Regions from separate parts of the Gossypium hirsutum genome. Here region 1 is linked to region 2. Evidence: chromatin contacts called from public Hi-C data. All regions are on one chromosome and are shown on one strand. The core of a region is the stretch at or near the end of the contact, and the rest is flanking DNA. Distances in the headings are between cores, read along the strand shown. Region 1 holds the start of LOC107896654 (auxin response factor 1). Region 2 holds the start of LOC107896659 (protein NRT1/ PTR FAMILY 4.3).

Region 1 (4,219 bases), core at 867-3,366, 160 kb before region 2:
GCGATTGGAGGTAAAAATTACTTAGCATAAGGAAACTGACAAGTAAAACTCAAAAGAACGTAAAACCAAGGAGTATGAGTAACATACCTTACGCTGAACAGAAGCCACTTTGCAAAGTATTTTAGATGGCAGATCGAATGAAGGCATTTGGTGTTCTAACCCTTGATGCATTGATGCCTCAAGCTGTACATAAAGAATAAAAAGAAACAAAAAGTTAGATACTAGAGATTAATAGAATGAACATTGTGTCAAGTTAAAAACTTACACCTAAAATTTGATAATTAATGACTGATCATACAGGAAAGAAGTCTTCAATCAGAAAAGCATTGTAAATAATCTTGAAAATATGTAACAAACACAAACTTGACAGTAAACATTATGAAATGCAGATGAGATATTGTGATCTTATTGAATGGTATACATTCTCAAAAGAAATTATATCTTTCTATAAACCTTCTATAATTCATTGTATCATATGAATTGTTACCAATCCTCAAATATGATTGACAACATATATTAATAATGTTTCAAGACACTGCATATGACCTTTTCATATTTTTACTTGCACATACTATTATCAGTGACTCACCAAAAAGAGAGCAAGAAGCAAGTGCTTACAAGTACCACACGATAACTGCATTAACTAATATAGAATGTTCAAAACAAGAACACTATGAAAAAGGTTCACAAACCAATCCAACCAACATTTTAAGAACACGTCAAAGTGGACTATCGCCTTAAATTTCGAAAAATAATCAATATCAAAAAGATATCAGATTCAAAAATTTACAGTACAGTAGACATACTTGTTCCATGTGACCTTGTGGGAAGTAATAAACACGCTCCCCAACACGAGGAAGTGTGACAAGAGGTCCAGCACAGGCATGCCATAGTTCACGATATAAAGGATCATCTGTGATCACATAAAAGAGATAGGGAAGAAAAAATTTAAGAAAAAGTAATAAGTCACCGTAATATCTTGTGATACCAAGAAACTAAATTTCAGTTTGACACATTTAAAACTTAGGAAAATATGTAGACCATGTAAAAATACACAAACCTGCTTGTTGTTCAGCAGATGGAATTTCTGATGCCGGAAAAGCCATAGAAACGCCCTCCAAAAGAAACCAGCAGAAAGCAATCACTCAATGGAAACCCTGTGCTGAAGATTGGTTGTATTAAAGGATACAACACTGAATTTATAGAAGTAAACATGTAAATATAGTGCAAAACCATTAATTAAGATTGCATTTACAATTGAGGTTACATTATTGTTCGTTCTGATTATCCTACAAAGCTGACTGATCAAAACCCTTAATTACTAATTGCTACCTCTGTGTCAGTCTACCTCTACCCTATTTTGAGCCTTATAGGAACCCGAATATTAACAAGTCCCTACAACAACGAAATGGACCAACAAAAATGAAAAGTGAAAAGAAACCCAACAATTCTAATGATCCAAACTGCTGTTTACAATATAAATAAATAAATTCAATGACTCTAAAGACCCGGCGATTCTGCAATTACAGAAATCACAATCTTCGCACATACGTATCACATATGTGAGAAAGATAGAAAAGAATGAAAAAAATGAGCTGAGATCTGATAAAAAGGGTCTAATTATATATTTTATTTCTCAAAATATATATATATAAAAGAGGAATAGTGAACAAAACTAATTGGTGACCAGTAAGCAAAATTTTCAGTCAACAAGTGCAACAGAAAATTAGCATTTCTTCCCCTATTTTCTTCCATTTCTGAGCAATCAAAGTACCCCCAAAAATTTACTAATTTGAAGAGGGGAAAATAACTTACCTTTGAGTGCTCTCTGTTCAATCTGGAGGATCCAAAGAAACAAAAATTAGGCTTGAAAACACAAAGCAGATCCAAAAAAAAAATATACAAAGTAATTGAAAAGAAAAAAAAAATAGAAACAAAAGGAAGAAGAAAGGAGGGAGGCGAACAGTGTAAATAAGTTTGTTTGCGTCAATGTTCGGTCGAAGCCGACAAGAGCTCTTTTGGCTATGGCTGCCTCTTTTTCTGTTCTTTTTCTTACACACAAACACTCTCTCTCTAGGTTTTTTCTTTTGTTTTTAGCCCTTATTTCTTCCTCTCTCTTCTAAATACACCTATAAAAAATTTAAAAGAAATCCCCATTATTATTTTTATCTTTCTATTATCATAAATAAATATAGATTTAGTCTTTTTCCCACTATTTTATATCATTGACTTAAATTTATGAATATTATTATATGTTTTCTGAAAAATAAACATAATGTTTTTAATTTATTGAAATAATATTTTTTATCTATAAAACTAATTTTATTTAAATTTCATAATAACTAAATCATGTTAAAATAAAAAAAATTAGGACTCATTGAAATTGAATGCTTATGTCAGAAACAAAAATATTACAAAATAATAATATATTACATAATTATCTATTTTTTTAAAAAATTTATATGTCAAAACTCAATAAAATTAGTTTCATAATTAGATGTGTATGTGAAGTATTTTGGTCTGAATTTATTTTATGCCACTTATTTTGAAAACATATTGAAATATACAAGTATATTAATATTTATATTTTAAAACTACATATTTATTAATAAATAGTCAAATCAGAATTAGATAAATAGACTCACTCCGATACTTCTTCTTTTTTTTTTTTACAAATTCAACCTTAACTATCGATTTTCTTCTTTGTATTCAACCTTAACTATAGAAGGTTGTTTTGTTTTTTTCTTTTTTTTTATTTTTTTCTAAAAAAATTTAGATTTACAGTCTACATTCAAGATTTGTGACTGATCCTCTCATTAATATCTTTTTCAAGATTCGAACTTGAATTATCCTTTTAAGAGTGCAATATGTATTAGCATTACACTCAACTATTTATTGGTGTTAACCTTTTAATTTCGAACGAAGAATAAAATGACTTTTAGTCTAAACTGCTATTTAATAATATGAAGTTAGAAAGAGTGATACACCTGATAGAGATTTATTTTGAAATTTTAAGATAAAACCAATCATATTTACTGAATAAAATATAAATTAATTTCAAATTTTTTACTAATACTAATTAAGAGGAACAAAAAAATATATAAAAACTAGAGTTGAATATTAGAATATTTAAATTATTGAAGTGGAATTGAAAAAGAATTTACTATGTAAATGAGATTTATAGAAGTAATGGGGGCAGGCAGGCGTGCCCTGAAATTCCTACAGGCAGCATCTTTGGGCTGGCTGTCCCTTAGTTCACGTCACGCACAACAATTTCCCTCATTAATTAAAAGCTACCCTGCTTGCCTTACCTACGTATCTTATCTTAATTAATTACTTCTTTATTATTATTATTTAATTAATCATCTGTTTTTTTAGTGCAATTAATCATGCTTTGTACGTTTTGTGACATTAATTAATCCTTAATAATTCTTTCACCTTTGACTTTGCCTTCACTTATCAGTATCATAAACAAAAGGAAATTAAACAATAATTGGTGCCACTGCTCTAACCCTGTAACTAGTAGATTTGGGTTTTTTTTTTGTTTTTTTTAAATATATATAAATTTTAAAAAATATATTTAGGTTCATCCATAGTTATATTATATCATGATAAAATTCAAAATCGAGTCTGATCAGGCTCGTAAATAAGATAAAACTCTTTTAATGTTAAATTTTTCTATCCTCAAAAAACTTTCTTTAAAGAATATCAAATTTATTATCACTCGATCCAATAAACATAAATAAATTTAAAAGATTAATATAATATCATGTGACTTCATTATATTTAAAAAAATAAAAATAAAACATGTGGAGTATTAGACTTCATTATTGATAATAACTCTATTGATCTCGTATAAGGATGGTAAAGTCCGAACTGTCTCATGGATTTTGAATCGATCCAATCCATATGAAGTAGATCTTTTTATTTTTTGAAAAGTAGATGCAGGATGGAGTAGGGTGAATTTTTTCTTTTAGATAGTAAATATGAAGTGATTATGGTAATTATTTGCCTCGCTCCGCTATACAAAATTATTATTTTATCCTTATTAACTATTAAAAGGGTAAAATATATAATAATGATTTATAGAAAAAATTGTTCAAATGTTTTTGAAAATATTAAAAATAAATAGAAAAAATTAAATTAAAATAGAACAAGGTAGAATAGGGATGGATGCATCCAACATTTATGAATATGGTAATGAATTTCATAATTATAC
Region 2 (4,679 bases), core at 1,745-4,244:
ATTATAAATAATTTAAAGTAGGTCAACACTAATTTATATCTTTACATAAATTATAGGAGGCCGAAACCTGGAACTTTTTCTTCCACCCCACATTTTCAACATCATTATTAAACATCATTCTAATAATAAAAAAAATAGATGAATTTGGATTGGTTAATGCACTAATTATTTTAAAAATAAAAATAAAAATAAAAATAAAATATATTAAAAGAACTAGATTTTATTTCAAACTTATTTTTTAATAAATACTCTTTGTTACTGTATTTATGATAAAACTTTTCAAAACCAAACTTATTTCCCATTCTTACACATTTATAAATGCTCTTAATATTTTTAGGTAGTAAAAATTTAAAGGAAATGTCAATTTTTTCTTTAAAAAAAAAAATGAGTCACTAGTGAAAGTGTATCTTGAAGGACACATTTTCACAGGGAAAATGCATCTTATAGGGTGTGCTTTTTAATTTTTTTTTAACATATAAGTTTGTTTGATTAGACAGTTAAATGTTAGTGGTTTTATCCTCAAGTCCTGAGCTTGATTCCTCTCTTACACACATTTGTATTTTTTATTTCATATTTTGAGCTTCTTTTTTATTTTTAATTAATATTTTTATTTCTTCAGGTCCTTTGTTAGATGGTTAAATAATAGTGATTTCATCATTGAATCTCAAGTTTGATTCCTCTTCTAAGCACATTTATATTTTTTATTTCATGTGGTTTCAAGTTTTTTTTAATATTTTTAATTAATAAATATATTGTTTCCAATTTTTTTTTGTTTTTAATTAATAACTCTTTTATTTATAAAATCAAATAATAATTATATAATTATATAATAAAAATATATTTTTTATATTTATCATTATATTAAAAATATTTGAAATTAGTAACTCCTAAATTTATATGAATAAATTAATAACTATATATTTATTTTACATTTTTCATTATGTTAAATATTTTTATTTTTAAAAACATCAACTAATTTTTTGATATATTTTTCTTTATATATAATATTTATATGTCAAATATTTATTTTCTTCATCTATATTGAGAGTATGGTGATTTCTAATATTATAAAATCAAATAATTATTTCAAATGTCATTATTATTTGTATATGTAAAATATTTCAAATATTATTGTTTTTTCATCTACTTTGTGGGTATGATATTTCAATTATTTTTATATGTGAAATATTTCAATTAATTATTTCAAATACACATACAAAAATATATAATACTAAAATTTACTACGCTCATGATATGAAATGAAAAATAAATATTACACGTAAAAATTATATTTACTAAAAATAAGATATTTGCATAATTATTTGATTTTATAACTAAAAGAGTTATTAATTAAAAAAGATGAATAAAAAATAAATAAATAAAAAACCTTGAAAACACTATATTTATTAATTTAAAAAATGATTAAAAATAAAAAAGCTTAAAACAATATGAAACAAAAAATACAAATGTGTTTTAGGGTCGATTGAGTCGAGTCGAATCGAGTAAAAAAAATTTGTGTTAGTCGAGTTGATGAATCCTATTTTAGCAACTGAACTCAATTTGAAATCTTTTTCGAATCAAATCGAGTTAAAAAATTTTGAATCAAGTCGAGTTGAGTTAACAAATCCTATTATTTATACTCAATGTTACGTTTATATAGACCAATTATTTAATTAGTAGATGAAGTAAAAGATTATTTAATCACATAAACGATATAATAGTTTTCCCTTTTAACTTAATGAGTAAACATCTATCAAAACGATGTAGTTTTGTCTTTTTTATTCGGATTTTTAGATAACACGAATTGTACAATTCATATTTGAGTTAAACCGAAAAGTTTAATTTTTTATTCGAGTTGGTCCGAATAACTTGATTAACTAAAATAATTTGAACTACTTAATTTAAAATTTAAAATTTTTATCGAGTTTTTTGAATCGAAACATATTTTGTTAACCTTTAATGTGCTTAGAAGCTTAAGACTCAAGGATAAAATCACTATTATTTAATCAATTAACCAAAAGAGCTGATATAATAAAAATATTATTTAAAAAAAAACAAAATCTTGAAACAACATGAAATAAAAATACAAATATGTGTAGAAAAGAAATCAAATCCAAAATTTAAAAGTAAAATCACCAACATTTTAAGGAGATGAACATTTTCTAGAAAACTAAAATATTTCCTTAAAATTTGAGAAAATGAACTATTTCTCTAATTTTTTCTAAAAATTGAGGTTTAGCGGCACATGAATAAACTAAAACAACTGAATGTATAAAATTGAAAGTAGTTTTTGTATGAGTGAAGGTGAAGAAATTAAAAAAGAAAAAAACAAAAGCAGTATGTAAACAGAGTGGAATGATTATTTTGACCTATTAAAAAAAATAAATTTATTTTTTAAAAATAAGGATGGATTTGGATTGATTAATATAAAAATAAGGATAACAAGAGTCTAATATGAGACTAAACCCACCACCATCCAAATATACCCTTGTGGACTTCAAAAAGTATCAATTGTGGACCACCATTGGAAAAGGCAACACATTTCACACGCTCCTTCAAATTACGTCATACACATGCTGTAAATCTTTTTTAACGAAACATATTAACCTATTAAAATGTTTAAAATATATTTCTCAAAACTCTTAAAATGACATGTTATAATATTCTGCATCTGTTAGTATAATTTTGTAAGATTTTCAAGTAAATTAATGTCTGATTTCAGTCGGCTTTTTAATTATGAATAGGTTACATCTCTTACAACCCATTAAGCATAAAGTAATCTAAATAAATTTTAATCTGCTTTTAAATAAACCGCAGATTGAGTCACATGTTTCATGTCTAGGGTGCACAAGAGATTAAACAAATATATTACTATAATGATAATATTTGGGGAGGAGGAGGAGGAGGAGGAGGCGCAAGTGATACACACACGGTTATGGTGCGTGTGGGGTTTAAATTCAAGTGAATAATAATTTCACAAAAATCTATGGGAGGGGGGATTGACCCATGGGGATGGAGAGGGGGAGGGGGTTATAAATTTAGGACAAAACCAACCCACTTGCGTGTCTCAAAAACAAATCCCAGCAGCACCATTGGTTTGGAGTAAGACAACATCAAAATCACCTTTCTGGGTTTTCAGTTTTCACTTCCCAAATGGAAGAAGGAAGAGGGACTGACAAAGGCGAAATGAAACACCAACAAGAGAACACTGTCGATTGGAGAGGCAGACCTTCCAATCCTAAGAAGCATGGCGGCATGTCTGCTGCTGCATTTGTTCTTGGTTTGTTCTCTTTCTCCTTCTCTCTCTCTTTTTTAAATGTTGTCTTCTATAATTAAGCTATTACATGAAGATTCTTGTGTCTGAAAATAAAGTATTTTTCGATGATCATTTACGTACCCTACTATTGCCCAGTCCAGCCACCGTGTCTATATTTTTTTCCCGAAAAAATTTGAGGTGAGAGCAAGCCATCGCTCTCATAAATGGTTGAAAGAGACCAGTCAGGTCAGGTTTGAACCCTAGTGATATTATGAGTTGGTCAACCCATGTTGACCGCCATGTCTATATTTAAGTTCCTTCAGATCTGCATATATACATATTATAGATCAGTTGTTGTTTTTGTTTGAAAAAGTGGGTTATTTTGTGGCTAATTCATAGATTTGAGACATATTATTTTTGAGGGTTAGTCTTAATAATTTTCATGTATGTATTATAGTTTTAGGGTGCAGCATGGTTATAGAGAAAAAGACATGGTTTGATTCTCTGTCATCAAAATTGGGTAATATATAATAAAGGAAAAGTGTGATGTGGAAAATGCAGGGCTACAAGCATTTGAGATAATGGGAATAGCAGCCGTAGGGAACAACCTTATAACATATTTGATAAACGAGATGCATTTCTCGCTGTCAAAGTCAGCAAACATAGTGACAAACTTTGTTGGAACAATCTTCCTTTTGGCCCTCCTTGGTGGTTACCTTTCCGACTCTCATCTTGGGTGCTTCTGGACCATCATTCTCTTCGGCTTTGTGGAGCTTTCTGTAAGCTTCCCCCCCCCCCCCTTTTTTTTCTACTGTTGATAATGCTTCATTTTATACACGTCAATTAGACTATGACACACCATCTAAAATATATTATTTAAATGATATCTTATCATTTCACCATCAAGAATGCATACAATTATATACTATCAACACTGTACCATATGCAGTAGAAGTTTGGCCAACACTGTGCCATTTTTTTTTCATCTTTATTCATTTATAAGAATAAACTCACATGATATCTTTTCATTTAAAGTAAGTTACTTGTTTTATTTTTAATGAGTGACATCACAGTAAACTTAGATACTAATTTTATTTAATTTAATTTATACATTTTTACAAACTTTTACAAACTATCTGAATTTTATGATTTAAAAAAAATAGAGTATTAATTAAAATGGTTGTGTATTTCATCATTAATTTGTTTCTTTCTAAACGTATATAGGGTTTCATATTACTGTCAGTCCAAGCTCATCTTCCTCAACTAAAGCCAGCCAAGTGCAACATGTTAACTGATGGAGACATGTGTGAAGAAGCAAAAGGCTTCAAGGCCTTGATTTTCTTTGTGGCACTTTACTTGGTGGCATTAGGAAGTGGATGTGTGAAACCCAACATGATTGCTCATGGAGCTGATCAGTTCAATC

Evidence for each region. A called contact is a pair of places that touch in the nucleus more often than the background predicts.
Region 1: a Hi-C map of leaf shows a contact between it and region 2, with 2.3 times the contacts expected there. The contact joins the promoter of LOC107896654 here to the promoter of LOC107896659 in region 2. A contact is called at or near these places in 3 of 34 Hi-C or Micro-C datasets (all in leaf).

The regions. Positions count from the first base shown.
Region 1 is chrA10:93,375,861-93,380,079 of Gossypium_hirsutum_v2.1, reverse strand. It overlaps LOC107896654 (auxin response factor 1), which reads right to left and starts at 2,116. Exons shown (of 16, transcript NM_001399833.1): 1 at 1,965-2,116; 2 at 1,816-1,837; 3 at 1,061-1,157; 4 at 807-913; 5 at 88-183. The coding sequence starts at 1,106.
Region 2 is chrA10:93,213,890-93,218,568 of Gossypium_hirsutum_v2.1, reverse strand. It overlaps LOC107896659 (protein NRT1/ PTR FAMILY 4.3), which reads left to right and starts at 2,994. Exons shown (of 3, transcript XM_016821877.2): 1 at 2,994-3,280; 2 at 3,818-4,035; 3 at 4,481-4,679. The coding sequence starts at 3,154.